Linked DNA regions of Sus scrofa: region 1 is linked to region 2. Evidence: chromatin contacts called from public Hi-C data. All regions are on one chromosome and are shown on one strand. Each heading gives the region's core, a stretch centred on a gene start, on an enhancer-like site or on the middle of the called end of the contact. The rest is flanking DNA. Distances are from core to core; before and after follow the strand shown.

Region 1 (7,407 bases), core at 3,262-5,761, 880 kb before region 2:
CGAGGCCAGGGATCGAACTCACCACCTCATGGTTCCTAGCTGGATTCGTTTCCTCTGCACCATGACAGGAACTCCTCTTTCTCTCTCTCTCTTTCTTTTTCTTTCTTTGTCAGAGAGATGATAAAATCATTAACCAAGAGTGAGGAGTTGAGGCGGAGGAGAGGAGAAGATTCAGGGTAGCCTCTGGGTGAGTGAGAGTGAGTTGGCCAGGGAAATGGGTGGTGAAGGATTTCCCCATGCTGGGGAGGACCTGCTTGAGCCCCAAAGGGTCTGTATCTTTCTCTGGTCCCAGTCAATTACTGGGCACAGGGGTGGCAGGTAGCGATTTAGGTTGAAGCAGAGTTGGGAGTCTCCAGGTGAGCAGATGGAAAGAGAAGGGAGCATGGGGGCCGGGGGGCGGGGGACGACACACACCAAGGAGAGATGATCATGAAGTTCAGGGAAAGGTGGTGAGCCGGCTAAGGAGGGACGTGAGGCCACCAAGGGGATGACAGATGTGGAAGGTCAAAGAATTAGAGAACTGAGAGGAGTGTTTCGATATGCTCCAGTTTCAGATGCGATTTTAGAGGAACTGAAAACAAAGGCAATAAAGACTTATTGAAGGCCTACTATGATTTTTAAAACTATATACAATGTATTGAATGATGTGCCTGGCACCATGCTAGGTGTTGGACATTTACTATATCTCATTGAACTCTCACAACAATCTCAGGTCGGTCCTGTTATTATCCCCATTGTACAGATGAGACTGAGGCTCGGAGAGATTTAGTAAGTTGCACAAGAACATGTAGCCGGTAAGTAACCGTATGGTTAGGCCATTCAATATGGATGTTCTCTTGCTCTCTGTATATCCCTTGCTCTACCAGGCCCTGTTTCACTCACAGGACTATCCAGTCCTCTTAATTATGGGGATTAACTAGTTCCTGGTAACTGATGGGCCCACCTGATGTCATTTCCCCCTGTAAATGGTCCTCCCACCCCTGGGTAGCAGAGTGCCATGTCCTGCCCACTGCTTGCTGTATTTGGAAAGGTGTTGCTCCAGGACCCTTCGTGTAAGATCCTCTGTCCAATAAGCCATTGATGTCTCTGTTACTGTCTCCAGGCTCTTTCTTCAGTCTTGGGGGCCTGTGGGGTGCAGCCCAACAATAACAAAGAGCTCCGTATAATGACAAGGCCCAGGGATGGTAACTATTACGCTTTACCATGTGCCAGACACTGTGTTGGCTTTGTATGAGGATGACATTCAGCTTCATGTACTTCTTCGACTTGATCCCAGCCTGTAAACAGGGCACCTGTCCTCTGTTGCCCAGGGGTAGCAGCTGGGAGTTGGAGGTGGAGGGATCTGAAATTCTTGCTTTGTGTGCAGTCTTGGTGGAGCTGTCCGTAAGGGTTCCTGCCTTCCTTGGCTAGGGGAGGGCATGGTATGCAGGCTCAGCCAACTGGACTTTTGCACCAGGCATCTTGACTCTGATCAAAGAAAGAGCTGATCAAAAAAAGGGAAAAGAAGATAGGACTAATTCATTTTGGCTACCTAAACACCCAAAGCATCTCTAGGCTCCATCCTTCTCTAAGCCTAGTCCTCTAGCTTCCTGCCCCTCTGTGAATTAGCCGCTAGCCTGCCAATAAGCTCCTTTTCTGCTAAAATTAGCCAGAGTTGGTTCCCAAGACTTGCAATTAAAGAACTTGCACTGGCAAATCAAGGGGCAGGAGGGAGACAAAGTATTTAAAGCTAAAGTGAATGATTCACTCCTTGGATAAATGGGTACTGAGCAGGGCCAGGACTAGGGTGGGGCAAGTGAGATACCCAGGGCACAAAATTTAAGGAAGCTTTCACTCAGGGTTGTGTCAGTGCAGGGCTAGCTCTGACAAACAGATACCCACCCACCCCCCACACCCCCTAGAAAAATCAGTGGCTTAAAGAACAAAGATTACTTCTCTTTCATGTAAGAGTATGAAGGGGCCTAAAAGTACCTTGAGTCAACAGGTAGCTTTATGATCATTTACTTTGTATGTGATGGTGCCATCATCCCCCACACATCATCATCATTATCCAAGGTCAAAGCTGGACACAGCCGGTGAGAAAGAGCAGGGAGGAGGCGGGCCCACTGACTAAAGGCCTTGCCTGCAGTTTCACACGTCCCTTCCACTGGCAAGAACTCACCCAGCCAATCTTAGCTTTAAGTGAGGCTGGGAAGAGAAGCTTAAGCCAGGCAGCCATGTGAGTGTGGAAGGCCAGGAGAAAGGGCTTTGGAGGGCCGCTAGCAGACTCCACAGAAGTAAGTCACTGCCCACGTGGAGCCTGTTTCCAAGCAGATGCTATTCTCAGTAATAAAAGTGCTGGGTAGAAGCACCCTGGGGGCTTAGGGAGGGAGGTGTTCCTGGGCTGCAGTAATTGGGAAGGCAGGAAGGAGTGGGAGAACGTTCCCAAAAAGGGGAACTACAGGAGTTACCACTGGAGCCTGGGAAAGGTAAAATGAACTTGGCCTGTTATCTTGCAATGGGGCAAGAAAAAGATCTGCTAGACCAAGGTGGAATGCTCATGCCTTCCCATAATCCACTTTTGTAGACAGAAGATGAAATTGGGAGTGAGGAAAGCTGGACCTGAGTTCAAGTTCCTGAATTGACCTCGAGTAAAAAGCCTAAGCTTTGCAAGCTTTTGACTCCTCCTTTGTAAAAGGATGAGGATGATCATCAGCAACAATAATACCTTAATAATAATTTTTAAAAGTATGGGAGTTCTCCTGGTGGCGCAGTGGGTTAAAGATCCCGAGTTATCACTGTAGTGATTCAGGTTGCTGCTGTGCCACCAGTTCAATCCCTGGCCCTGGAATTTTCATATGCCATGGGCACAGGCAAGAAAAGAAAGACATTTTTTTGAACAGTAAAGTAAAATTCCTTGTTTTACAATAAAATAAAAATTTTAAAGTATGACTAGAAGTTCCTACTGTGGCTCAGCAGGTTAAGAACTCAACATTGTCTCTGTGAGGATGCAGCTTAGATCCCAGGTCTCACTCAGTGGGTCGAGGATCCAGTGTAAGTTGCAGATGTGGCTGGAATCCAGTGTTGCTGTGGCTGTGGCAGCTGCAGCTCCGATTCAGCCCCTAGACCAGGAGCTTCCATGTGCCACAGATGAGGCTGTACAAAGAAAAACAAAGTGTGAATAATAACAAGGTTGCTGTGAGAATCCCACAAAGCAAAAGTCTATTAAACACTTTTGTATCCACAGCCCTGTAGACTAAGAGTGGACAAATTATAGCCACAGGCCACTGCCTATTTTTGTAAATAAAGTTGCATTGGAATCCAGCCACACGCATTGGCTTACATATAGTCTGTGGCTGCTTTCAGGCTATAACAGCACAGCTGAATAGTTTTGACAGAGGTTGTATGGCCAAAAGTATTTCCAATGGTCATTTATGGAAAATAAACTGATGACTTCTGCAAGGGCAGTGGCAATGTTATCTATTCCTAAACCTCACCCTCCCTGAGCATCACTGTATTCACCAGTAAAATAGGACTAATAAGAATCATCTTCACTTCGAAGATATTTTGAGGATCAAATGAAACAACATATGTAAAACTGCTTTTCTGATGCTTTCCTGACAGAAGCACCATCTAAATGGGAGCTGTCATTTAGTTTCTTTGCTGGGTAAGAGTTTCCTTATTTAGCCTCTCCAGCTGAGGGTCGGTAAAAGAGGCAACAAAATACCCACCATCCATTGTGGTTGTAAGGATCTGTGAGACCAAAAAAAGGTTAAAGCATAAACTTTAGAATCAAACAGGCACAGGCTGGCATCTTGCTCAGCCCATCACTAAGTCTGCCATCAGAGGATCAGCGTAATACCTACATCAGAGTTGCTGTGAGTGTAAATGGAGATAGCACGAGCGAGCGCGAGGCCCTGGCGCAGTGCCTGGCCTTGTTCCGATCTGCAGGTGCAGTGACGAATACCACCTCCCACGGGTCCCTACCAACAGTACAGCTGAGCTGTACCCCTCTGCCTCTGCTCAGCGCCCACGGTCAGCCCTGGGTGCCGGTATAATTAGCTCCAACTCGGTGGTGAGCAGCCGCGGCTGCTCACAGCCTCTGACATGACTGTCACTTCCCACTCAGTTCTTCAAGCCACAGTTATCCCACTGATGAGTGCGTTACATGCCCGCCGGGCACAGGGCTTAGTGCCACCAGAGGACAGCTGAGCCCTCAAAAGCTCTGATTTATCACAAGGAACCCAGGCAGTGCCAAAAGAAAAGTTTGGGTGGGGTGGGGGGCTGGTAATGCCTCTTGAATTTGAGGAGAAATCCCATTCCTCCAGAACCCATAGCCTGGGGCGGCAGAGGAGGCCTATGTCTTTAAGAGGCCTCCGCTAGCTGGGCGGGGATCGCCGGCTTTTCCCCTCAGCATCTGGGCCCGCCCTCCTTTGAGTGACAGGCAATCAACCCAGTTGAAGGAGGAGAGTTCAGCGTGACGGCGAAGCGGAGCAATAGGAGCCCGGGTCGGCCTGCGCGGGGCGGGGTCCCGGGAAGGTGGGGCGGGCGGAGGCTGGAGGAGCGGCGGCGGCGGTGAGACCCGGTTGCGGGAGCTGGGCCTAGGTTGGCGTTCTGGTGAGTGAGGGGCGCGCCGGGGGCTCGGGCATTCCCGCCCTCGGAGCGGGGCCTGGCCTGAGGGACGCAGGGAGGAGAGGCTGGGCCGGGAAGCGGGCGGAGAGCTGCGGCCTGCTTCTGCCCAGGGGACCGAGGGGCTGGAGAGGGCGGGCCTGGGCTGCACCGCGCCGGTACGACAGGCCCCAGAGGGGTCGCGGCCCAGCTAGGTCCCCCGGACCTGAGGGGCACTGGGTCCCCGACAGGGAAGGGTCTACGGGTGGGGAAGAGGGCAGGCCAGGCCTCGAGGGGCGGGGGCTGGACCGGGTAGGGGTCGAGGGGTAGGGGAGGAGGAGGGTGGGTGGGTGGAACGCGGAGTGCGACGAGACGGTGAGGGAGGAGACGGGAGAGGGACCGAATGGGAAGGGGCTTGATAGGCGCCCAGAGAGTGTTTGGGGCTGGGTGGCCCCGGGCGCCAGACGCCCAGATCCTCTCGATGTCGCCACCCCCTTCAATAGACAAGGCTCTTCACCCCGCCCGGTCTATCCGGCCCGGCTCGGTAGACCCCAGTCCGTCTACTTGTATCTCCGCTGCTTGCTCGTCAGTTCAGCCCTCTTTCGCCTCTTACCCGGACCGATGCCGCGTCTTAACCAGATCTGCCCACATGCCCTCTGGCCGATCCGCAAGGGCCTTGCCCCTTGGCCGGAGGGCTCGGATCCGGACGCTCCGCTGCTTACAACTACGCCTCTTCCACCTCTTGCAGGGCCAGCCCCGGATCCTCTCCCAAGCCTTGGAGAGGGGAACCCACCGACCTCTCCTCCCTGGTCTCAGTCTACCAACCCCTCTTGCTCAATACTCTCCTCACCTTTTCGTGTTCCTTCTACATACCAAGCCCCAGCCCTACTCAGGGTCTTCACCCTTGGTCTTCCTACTCCGGGGCATATCTTCCCTGCCTGGCTTACTCCAGTAAATTCCTCTTTATCTTTCAAATCTCCACTCAAGTATCACTTCCTCAGGAGGCATCCCTGGCGCCCGACTCCCTCACCAAATGAATTCCCCACTTTCATCACCCTGTATACTTCTCCTTCACAACCCTTGAATGGCTGAAAATAGGCTTGTCTATTTCCACCAGATAATAAGGTTCACAGGGAAAAAGGTAGTATCTGCTTTTGCTTCTTGTATTTCCAGCATCTTGCACAGGGCCAGGCACTGTAAATATGTTTTAAATAAATGAATGGAAAACTTGGCTTTGGCAGGAGGAACAGGGTGTTCGTGTGAGTCATGTCCCTGAGGTCCTACACAAAAAGTGTGTCAGGGAGTTCCCTTTGTGGCTTAGCCGTTATAAAGAGTCCAGCTAGGATCCATGAGGATTCAGGTTTGATCCCTGGCCTTGTTCAGTGGGTTAAGGATCCAGTGTTGCCATGAGCTGTGGTGTAGGTCATATACTCAGCTCGTATACTCAGCTCGGATCCTGCGTTGCAGTGGTTGTGGCATAGGCCAGCAGTTACAGCTCCAATTTGACCCCTAGCCTGGAACTTCCATATACTGCCCTGAAAAGCAAAAAAAAAAAAAAAAAAAAAAAAAGCGTGCTAGGCTCTGCGCTAGACCATTGGTGACCAATAGAAATACAATCAATACGTGTAATTTAAAAATTATTAGGAGTTCCTGCTGTGGTGCAATGGGATCGGTGGTGTCCCTGGAACGCTGGGACACGGGTTCAATCCCCAGCCTGGCACAGTGGGTTAAAGATCCCGTGCTGCTGCAGCACAGGTCATAACTGCGGCTAGGATCTCATCCCTAGCCTGGGAACTCCATATGTGTTAGGGCAGACAAAAAAAGGAAAAGAAAATTAGTTATTTTAAAATGGTTTTTTTTTTTTAGTAGCCACATTAAAAAAGTAAAAAACAGGTGAAATTACTTTTTGTAATATACTTTACTTAACCTAATAGACTCCCAAATAATATTATTTTGACATGTAGTCAATATAAAAATACTAATGAGATATTCCACATTTGTGTGTGTGTACTAAATCTTTGAAATCTGGTAGGAGTTTTACTCTTAGAGTCCATCTCAGCTTGTGGTAACCATATTTCAAGTGCTCAGTAGCCACATGTGGGGGTGTGCAATGCTAGAAGTTTTATATACCGGTGACATTTAATCACCTTAAGCCTTTTGAGGTAATTAGTGTTGTCTACATTTTACTGATGTACATCATGAAGCTTCTGAACGTTACGCTGCCTGCCAGCGGTCCTCCTAAAGTTCGTGAGTGGAGGAGGCAAGTTGAAGACCAGGACCCCCATCTATTCATCTGTTACCCTCTGCTGCCTCCAGGAGGTGCCAGGAACTTTTGGTGGTGCAAGAAATGGGGCTAAACTTCTTGAAAACAGTGGCACCTGCGAGTATGTTGAATATTCTGTCTTGTTCCATACAGAGACAGTGTGTCTGTATGCATTGGTACCACCTGCCTAGGGGCTCAGGAACATATGTATTTGGTGCAGTGGAAGGAAAAACCTGCAAGGCAAATGTTTCTTGATGCAGTCACCATAGCTCAGCACAGTCCCCACCAACTCAGCCTAGTCCGTACCAACCCTACTCTAGTCCTGGGTAGAAAAATATACACAGCCTGCAGCATCTCAAAGGTGCTAGGCATACAAGGCCTGAGTTAACAGTCTGGCCTTTCTGTGCAACAATTGCTCGTTGAGTGAAATCCTCACCACAGTGAGGCCAGCACTGTTCCAGGCCATTTAGGGTGACTGAGGAGTGTAACTCCCGGCCCTCATCCTCTGAATGCTAACTGTGTACTTGGAAAGACAAGACCAGGTCACAAAGTGATGA
Region 2 (7,790 bases), core at 1,159-3,658:
TGGTTTGGGGCAAGACCAGATTTTTCTTCTGACTCAGTATTAAAAGTGGATCAACTTGCCCCCCTCAAAAAAAAAAAAAAAAAAGAAAGGTTTGTCAACTCCAGTCTAGAATTTAGGTAGGGTGCATGAGACGGCTTGTCAACAAAGCCCCAGATCCCCACATGTCCTTCCTAGGACAGAGGCTCCTAAGAAGGGACTACTAGGCACCTGGTGGGTGTGTGTAACCTCCACCATTTTTGAAACAATACTATCGAATATCAGATGTCTGCACACTTTCAGCCTGTAAAGGCCTTTCACGTTCATAATCATATTTCACAACAATCTCATAAAGCTATTATTATTGTTATTCTTATATCTTTTTTTTTTTTTTTTTTTGTCTTTTTGTCTTTTCTAGGGCTGATCCCATGGCACATGGAGGTTCCCAGGCTGGGGGTCCAGTCGGAGCTGTAGCTGCCAGCCTACGCCAGAGCCACAGCAACACTGGATCCGAGCCACGTCTGCAAACTACACCACAGCTCACGGCAACGCCAGATCCTTAACCCATTGAGCAAGGCCAGGGATTGAACCCGCAACCTCATGGTTCCTAGTTGGATTCATTAACCACTGAGCCATGACGGGAATGCCCTTATCTCCCTTTTGCATAATAACTTGCACAAGGGCCACACAGAGAATAGGCATCGGGAAGAAAGTCCTGGTTCCAAGAACTGTGCTTATTACCATATACCACAGCTGCCTCTCAGAAGCAAACACCCTTCAGCTTACATGTTATTTATTTATTTTAATGATTTTTATTTTTTAATTATAGTTGTTTTTTTTTCTTTTTTTAAAAAAATTTTAATGATTTTTATTTCAGCTTATATTTTATAAACCACTTTTTTTTCTTTTTGGTTTTTAGTGCTGCACTTGCAGCATATGGAAATTCCCAGGCTAGGGGTAGAATGGGAGCTGCAGCTGCCGGCCTGCACCACAGCTACAGCAACAGCAACACAGGATCCCAGCCACATCTGTAACCTACACCACAGCTCACGGCAATGCCGGATCCTTAGTCCACTGAGCAAGGCCAGGGATCAAACCTGCATCCTCGTAGATACTAGCTGGGTTCGTAACCCACAACGGGAACTCCCTAAAGCACCCTCTGGGCCTCAAAACATTTTGTTGAGGATTACTGTAGTCCAAAGAGGAAATAAGTTTAGAAAGGTGAAATAACTTGCCCAAGTCCCACAGTTAGAATGCTGGGGTCTAGACTGGACCCTAAGCTTTTCTGAATCCAAAGTACAGGCTCTCTGCAGTCTGCCACCTTTCTGATACTGATTTTATGATTTTGCAGACAGGAAAACTGAAGTTCAGAGAGGTGAGGATACTTTCCCAAGGTCACATGGCTAATACATGGGAGTTAAACAGAGTCCTGACTCCAAAGCCCAGGTAGTTCCCACTCTACCTCCGTGAATGATCTTTTATCCATTCCTCCCTCCCCAGTTTGATACCTGGAAATCTAGGGCTCAGAGAAGTGAAGTCACTTTCTCAGTGTCAGCAAGGAGATGTATCAGACTGCCTGGAACGCAGGTCTGTTTATTCTAACACCCAGGGCCTTTCCTTTGTACCAGTCTGCCTTCCCGTTATGAGTCATTCCATTTTACGGATGGGGCAGCCGAGGTTCGGAAAGTGATATCCCTTTCCCAGAGCCACAAAGTGAGAAGGTAGCCCAGTGAGGTCTACAGCCATTAGTGACAGACCACCTCGTGAAGCCGAGACCCCGCCCGCGTCGGCCCAGGGACCCTACCTCGGCGTCGAACATCTGGTCCAGCGAGGGGCTGCTGCGCACCAGCCCGTCCACCAGCGCCAGCCACAGGCCTAGCGAGCCGTAATAGACAGTCTGCATGAGGACGATCTGTGACAGGATCAGCAACGGGTCCCACACGTAGCTGCGGAACTGGCCCGCCATGCCGGCTCGCGGGGCACTGCTGCCGCCCGGGCCTGGGTCAGCGCCGCCGCCGCCGCGCCATGGGCCCCGGGCAGCCCCGGCACCTGCGAGGACACACACACGCCGGGCCTCAGCCAGCCGGCCGTCACCATGGCAACATCGCCCCGCCCAGGAGGAGGGGCTGGGACGGAGGGGGCGAGCCCATTCCCGGAATGGGGGGGAGGGCAGGACGGACAGACCCATTACCGAACTGAGGGGAAGTCCTGCCCGTTACGGCTGCTCGAGCCCCGCCCGTCCTCGAGCTTCTCTGAAGTTCACTCACCAGTGTCGGACTCGAGAATCAAAGCGTCCGAGTGCGGCCCAGTCTCACCGGCTGGCCCCCGAAGCAGTGCTGACAGGCAGAACCATGGAGAAGAGTCCCTACAGGCCTAGAGAGGCAAAGCTCCAGCGGCGGCCGAGGCAGCAGCGGATACGTAGGAAGGAAGCGTTTCCGGGAACAGCGTAGGGGGCGGGGCTGAGATTGCGCAGGCGTAGGGGTGCAGTCTTCGGCGGAGCCCCCTAAAGCAGGGGTGGGGGCGGGTTTTAGGGCGGCCCCGAACCGAAGTATGCACATGCGCACAATAAAGAATGAAGGCGAACGGAAGTGAGGCGTGAGCGCGGTGGAGCTTGCGTGCCCTCTAGAGGGGGATCTTGGGGAAAGTAGGGTAGCTGGGGTGGAAGATAGAGGGGTGGCCGTGGGCGAGGGAAAGTCTGGGAATTAAGGGATTGATTACGTCGACTCTGTTTTCAACCTAGATTCCCAGCGTTTTCTTTCGCCTAAAGTCCGGGGTGACTTAAAATGAACCTGCCAGCAATTCCACACATGATTTCGCCCCTGTTTCCTTAGATAAAACTAAGGGTCAGAGAAGGAAAGCAACATACTGTCTCAAAGACAGTGGCAATCAAAATTAGAATTCAGCTGTGCCCAACACCACAGCATTGATTTCGGGCCTATAGAGTGGTTAGGAAGATTTGGACACTTTCAAATGAAACAGCTCTGCTCTCAGACAAACTCACTGTGTTAGAAGGCAAAGTACTGGGTGTTTTATAATGTATCCATTTATATTTATATATCCATATGTATTTATTAAGGGGGAGGAAGCAGAGGTTCTGAATTCATACCTAGAAGCATATCCACATTCTGCCTGCCACCCTGACTGTGAGCATGTCTTGCTCACCATGACTTCTCTTCTGAGTCTAAATAGTGTGGACAGTCAGTAAATATTTGCTGAATGAGTCAAGAATAGAGAAAGGGCAACAGCAAATTGATGAATCATTTCATTCCTGCCTCAGCGGACCAAAACCCCTCAATTTCATTGATCCTAGGTTTTCCTTTTCCGGAATGGAAAGAAGGGAAGTAACTGGTTCCAGGAAAAAAAAAAATCCAGGTTTTAGAGCCTGCTGTACTAGTTGTGTGACTAGTACACTTCCTTCTTTAAACCTCAGCTTCCCTGTTTCTGAAACGTAAAGTTAGACAAGATTAATGTTTTACATCATTTAATCTACTCTCCTTTAATTACTTCCCAGTTAAAACAACTTTATCAAAGACCCATGTCACTTGCACATCAGAATTTCTGAACAGCATGTGATAAGCATGATAGCACCTTGAGCTGATACAATTTCAGACAAAAGTAAAGAACCTTGATACTCTATCAAGAGTAAGTCAGGATTCCCATCATGGCTCAGCAGTGACAAATCCGACTACTAGCCATGAGGACACAAGCTTGGTCCTTGGCCTTGCTGAATGGGTTAAGGAGCCAGGGGCATTGCCACAAGCTGAGGCGTAGGTCACAGACATGGCTCTGATCTGGCGTTGCTGTGGCTGTGGTGTAGGCCAGCAGCTACAGGTCCAGTTTGACTCCCAGCCTGGGAACTTCCATATGCCGCAGGTGCGGCCCTTAAAAAAAAAAAAAAAAGAGGATGTGATTTCGCTTATTATTTGGAAATGTTGTAAACAGTTCCCTTGGACTCCAGTTTGCAAGTCATTAAAGCCCAAAGACATGAGGTGCTTTCCAGCTCAACTGTTCTTTTAGGCCCCTCAGTTGAGCTCAGCAAATCTCTCTGGTTCATGGATGACTCAGATGATTTAATGTTTCTGCGAAAATATCATGTTTGTTAAGTATCTACATGATCTTATTTATTTCTCACAATCCGGGAAGGTAGATATTCCCTACTTTTTTTTTTTTTTTTTTTTTTTTTTTTTTGTCTTTTTATCTTTTTGCCTTTTCTAGGGCCGCTCCTGACGCACATGGAGGTTCCCAGGCTAGGGGTCTAATCGGAGCTATAGCCACTGGCTTACGCCAGAGCCACAGCAAAGCGGGAACCAAGCCGTGCCTGCGACCTACACCACAGCTCACGGCAATGCCGGATCCTTAACCCACTGAGCAAGGGCGGGGATTGAATCCACAACCTCGTGGTTCCTAGTTGGATTTGTTAACTACTGCGCCACGACGGGAACTCTGATATTCCCTACTTTAAAGGTGAGGAGGAGCTCCCTGGTGGCTCAGTGAGTTAAGGATCTGGTATCATTATTGCTGTGGCTTAGGTCACTGCTGTGGCTCAGGGTCAATCCCTGGCCTGGGGACTTTTGCATGCCATGGGTGGGGCCAAAAAATAAATAAAGGTAAGGAAAGGGAGACTCCAATAAGGAGTGTGACTGTACTAAATCAGAGAGCTCAAGGGAGACTGAGCTGGGATTCAAACCCAGGACATCTGACTCTAAACGCCAAGGTATCATTCCAGAATTAAGGGGAAAAAAAGTGGAGAAGAAAAGGAAGGACGGAGACAGTGGTGGGGTAGTGGAAAGAGGAAAAGGAGCAGTGAATCCTTAGGCTCAAGTGGTTCTGGGGTGAGGGATTAAGGAGAGATTGGAGGAGAGGCTGAGGAAAAGTGCTTGGAGAGGTTCAATTTAGTTTTGGCAGGCAGCTTCCTCTTCCTTCCAGGGGCTTAGTGGTATGGCTTTTTCAGAGTCGGGCCCCCTCAAGTCAGCTGGCCGCTGGGCCTTCTCCACCCCATCTCCGCCCACAGAGGGAAGGCATTCCCTCCCCTTTCTCCTGAAATGGAAAGGCAGCTGGCAGCCTGAGGCGCCCGGGCCAGCTGGGTCGCTGGGGCCTGAGTCACCCCTGGATCCTGGAGCTCACCTTAGGGAAACCCCCACGGACTTGCCGGATAGTCTTTTGCAATTTCCTTTTCCCTGCAGAATTTCAGCTCTTGAATTCCTACCTTTACAAGCCCTGGAAATGGGCACTATCCCTTGTCTTACTTTGGTTGCGGTAAGGAAACCAAGAGCTGGGGAAAAACCACAGTAACTCCATTGAGAATGTGACTACTACAGGCAGTCTGGATAAGAAGGAGCTTTGGGTCCAGTCCACAACGCCTGTGCTAGGACCCCACTGACTTGCCCTGTGCCCTTGAGCAAGTCCCATGCTGGGTCTTAGAATCCCAAACTGTAGAATGAAAGAAGGGCTTTGGACTCCAACTTCCCCTTTTTTTTTTTTTTTTTTTTTTTTTGTATTTTCTAGGGCTGCACCCACGGCACATGGAGGTTCCCAGGCTAGGAGTCTAATCGGAGCTGTAGCCGCAGGCCTACACCACAGCCACAGCAACGCTGGATCCTTGACCCACTGAGCGAGGCCAGGGATGGAATCCGCGACCTCATGGTTCCTAGTCCAGTGTGCCATGACGGGAACTCCAGAAGTCTGTAAATTCAGAGAGCTCCCCGAGTGATTCAGAGGAAATCTCACATTTGGTACAGAACAAGATGATCTCTAATTGACCTCAAACCACCTCCTCCTTCCTACAGAAAATGGCTCTGTGACCTTGCCATGTCCACTGCTCTCTTTGGACGTCAGGGCTTCCCCGCCCCCCATCTGTAATATGAGGGGGCTGGACTAAAATAGCGATCTCCAAAGGCCTTTCCCACGCTGCCATGTTTGTAGTTTCCAAACTTATGAATGAAATTTTAAACTTTAGGCCAGAGGCAGAATGACAAACAGCCAGGAGCTTGGACAAATTGTGCTCTGGGTGCTGAGGAGGGGAGTGCCTCTGGTCACTTGGTCATTTATGTCACTGCCACCCTGGGCTCCCACTGGGGGCATGTGAGCATAACTCCTGCTGGGGTCACTTTCTAGACCCACCCCTGTAAATCCCTTGGGAAATGCCCTCTTTTTCTTTTTATTTTTTTCCTGTCTTTTTAGGGCCGCATCCTCGGCATATGGAGGTTCCCAGGCTATGGGTCGAATCGGAGCTGTAGCCACCGGCCTACACCACAGCCACAGCCAACCCATATCTGAGCCGAGTCTGCAGCCTACAACGCAGCTCAGAGCAACACTGGATCCTTAATCCACTGAGCGAGGCCAGAGATCAAACCCACGTCCTCATGGATACTAGTTGGGTTTGTTCCCGCTGAGCCACAATGGGAACTCCGGAAAATGCCCTCTTATAAGTCTTTGGAACCCTGCCAGTCTTAGAATACGGGTTCGACTAGCCTCTTGCTGGGTGACCTTGGGGAAGTGACTTATCTCTCTGAGTCTCAGTTTCTTCCTCTATGAAAAGAGGATCAGAAGAGTTACTCACGTCATGGGCCGTCCTGAGACTCAAATGTGTGCTTACTCCACTGCCCGGATGTGTAGTCAGCGTTATGTAAACATTAGTACTATTAATTATTGTTATTATTTCTTCCTTGGAATGTGGGCGTGATCATAGCTGTTCTCTCCGGTTTACAGCGCGGAACTAACGAGATACCGAGTGAGAGAGCCCGGTGCCTGGCACCCAGTAGGCGCTCAGTAATGGTAGTACCTTCCCCTCCTTGTACCCCCCTCCCCGCCCCCTCCTCCCACCCCTCGCTTTCCCCCTCCCCCGCCCCTAAGCGGCCCTACTGCCCCGCCCCCACACCACGTGATCTTTTTCAGGTCAGGTTTGCTGAAAACAATTCTGGGAGACACGTGTCTTGGGGACAGGTTATGCAACTCTGTACTCACAGTTTTTGGAAACTCCATGTGGGAGGCTAGCATTTGGCTGCCTGTCCTCTGCGTCGTTGGTAATCGGCCTGGGCTCTGGCCAGCGAGTCCCTCTCTCTTAGAAGAGAAACTGGCGAGAATTCGTTCATGGCCTGCCTGGTTTTTTTTTTCCCTCTGGACTAGGAACCCTTTGCTGCCTCCACTGTTTTAAGGGCTGTGTGTGCCTCTGTTCTCAGGAAGGGTGTTTGCTGAGCCCATCCTGTGTGCCGCACACTTACATTATTTCATTTAGTTTTTGATTTAGTTTCCAGAACAAGCCTGTGCATTGGAGGGACAGGGTTTGCCCAAGACCACACCGCCAGTGAGTGTAAGAATTCAAACTCCAACCCAAGTCAGTGTGACTCATTTCATACCCCTTCCCAGTGCACAACAGAAAGAGCACTGGACATTACAGTTGACATACAGCTGTCACTAGGTGGTCTCATCAGTCCAGCAGCTCTGGGGAAGCAGGTATATAACATTTTCCCCATTTTACAGATGAAGATACTGAGGCTCAGAGAAAGAAGTGACTCAACTCAGTACACAACCAAGGTGTGATTGGTCTTGTCAGCTGGAATGATCAGAATTAAGAACCTTCTGGAGCTTTCATCTTTACACTCCAGTCTCCCACTTCTTTACACCAGAGGGGGTCAAGGAACTAGTTTTCTGTGTCCTGTGCTCAGAGGTCACTGGTTTCTACAAATCACACCTCTGTGGAAGGTGTAGGATGCCGAGCATTCCAGAGGGTGGCTGGACCTCTGAGCAGAGGGTGTTGTTTCTCTTGAATCAAGAACTCTATTCCAGGGATTGGTTACCAGGTCACAGATACCCTG

What was found. A called contact is a pair of places that touch in the nucleus more often than the background predicts.
Region 1: a Hi-C map of liver shows a contact between it and region 2, with 5 times the contacts expected there. The contact joins the promoter of ELMO2 here to the promoter of DBNDD2 in region 2. A contact is called at or near these places in 2 of 47 Hi-C or Micro-C datasets (heart right ventricle and liver).

Annotation. Positions count from the first base shown.
Region 1 is chr17:48,564,766-48,572,172 of Sscrofa11.1, reverse strand. ELMO2 (engulfment and cell motility protein 2) reads left to right here and starts at 4,511. Exons shown (of 21, transcript XM_021078300.1): 1 at 4,511-4,596.
Region 2 is chr17:47,680,838-47,688,627 of Sscrofa11.1, reverse strand. It overlaps DBNDD2 (dysbindin (dystrobrevin binding protein 1) domain containing 2), which reads right to left and starts at 2,408. Exons shown (of 6, transcript NM_001243672.1): 1 at 2,244-2,408; 2 at 1,781-2,025. It overlaps SYS1 (protein SYS1 homolog), which reads right to left and starts at 2,444. Exons shown (of 4, transcript XM_005672967.3): 1 at 2,244-2,444; 2 at 1,781-2,025. The coding sequence starts at 1,942. It also overlaps the pseudogene LOC106506694.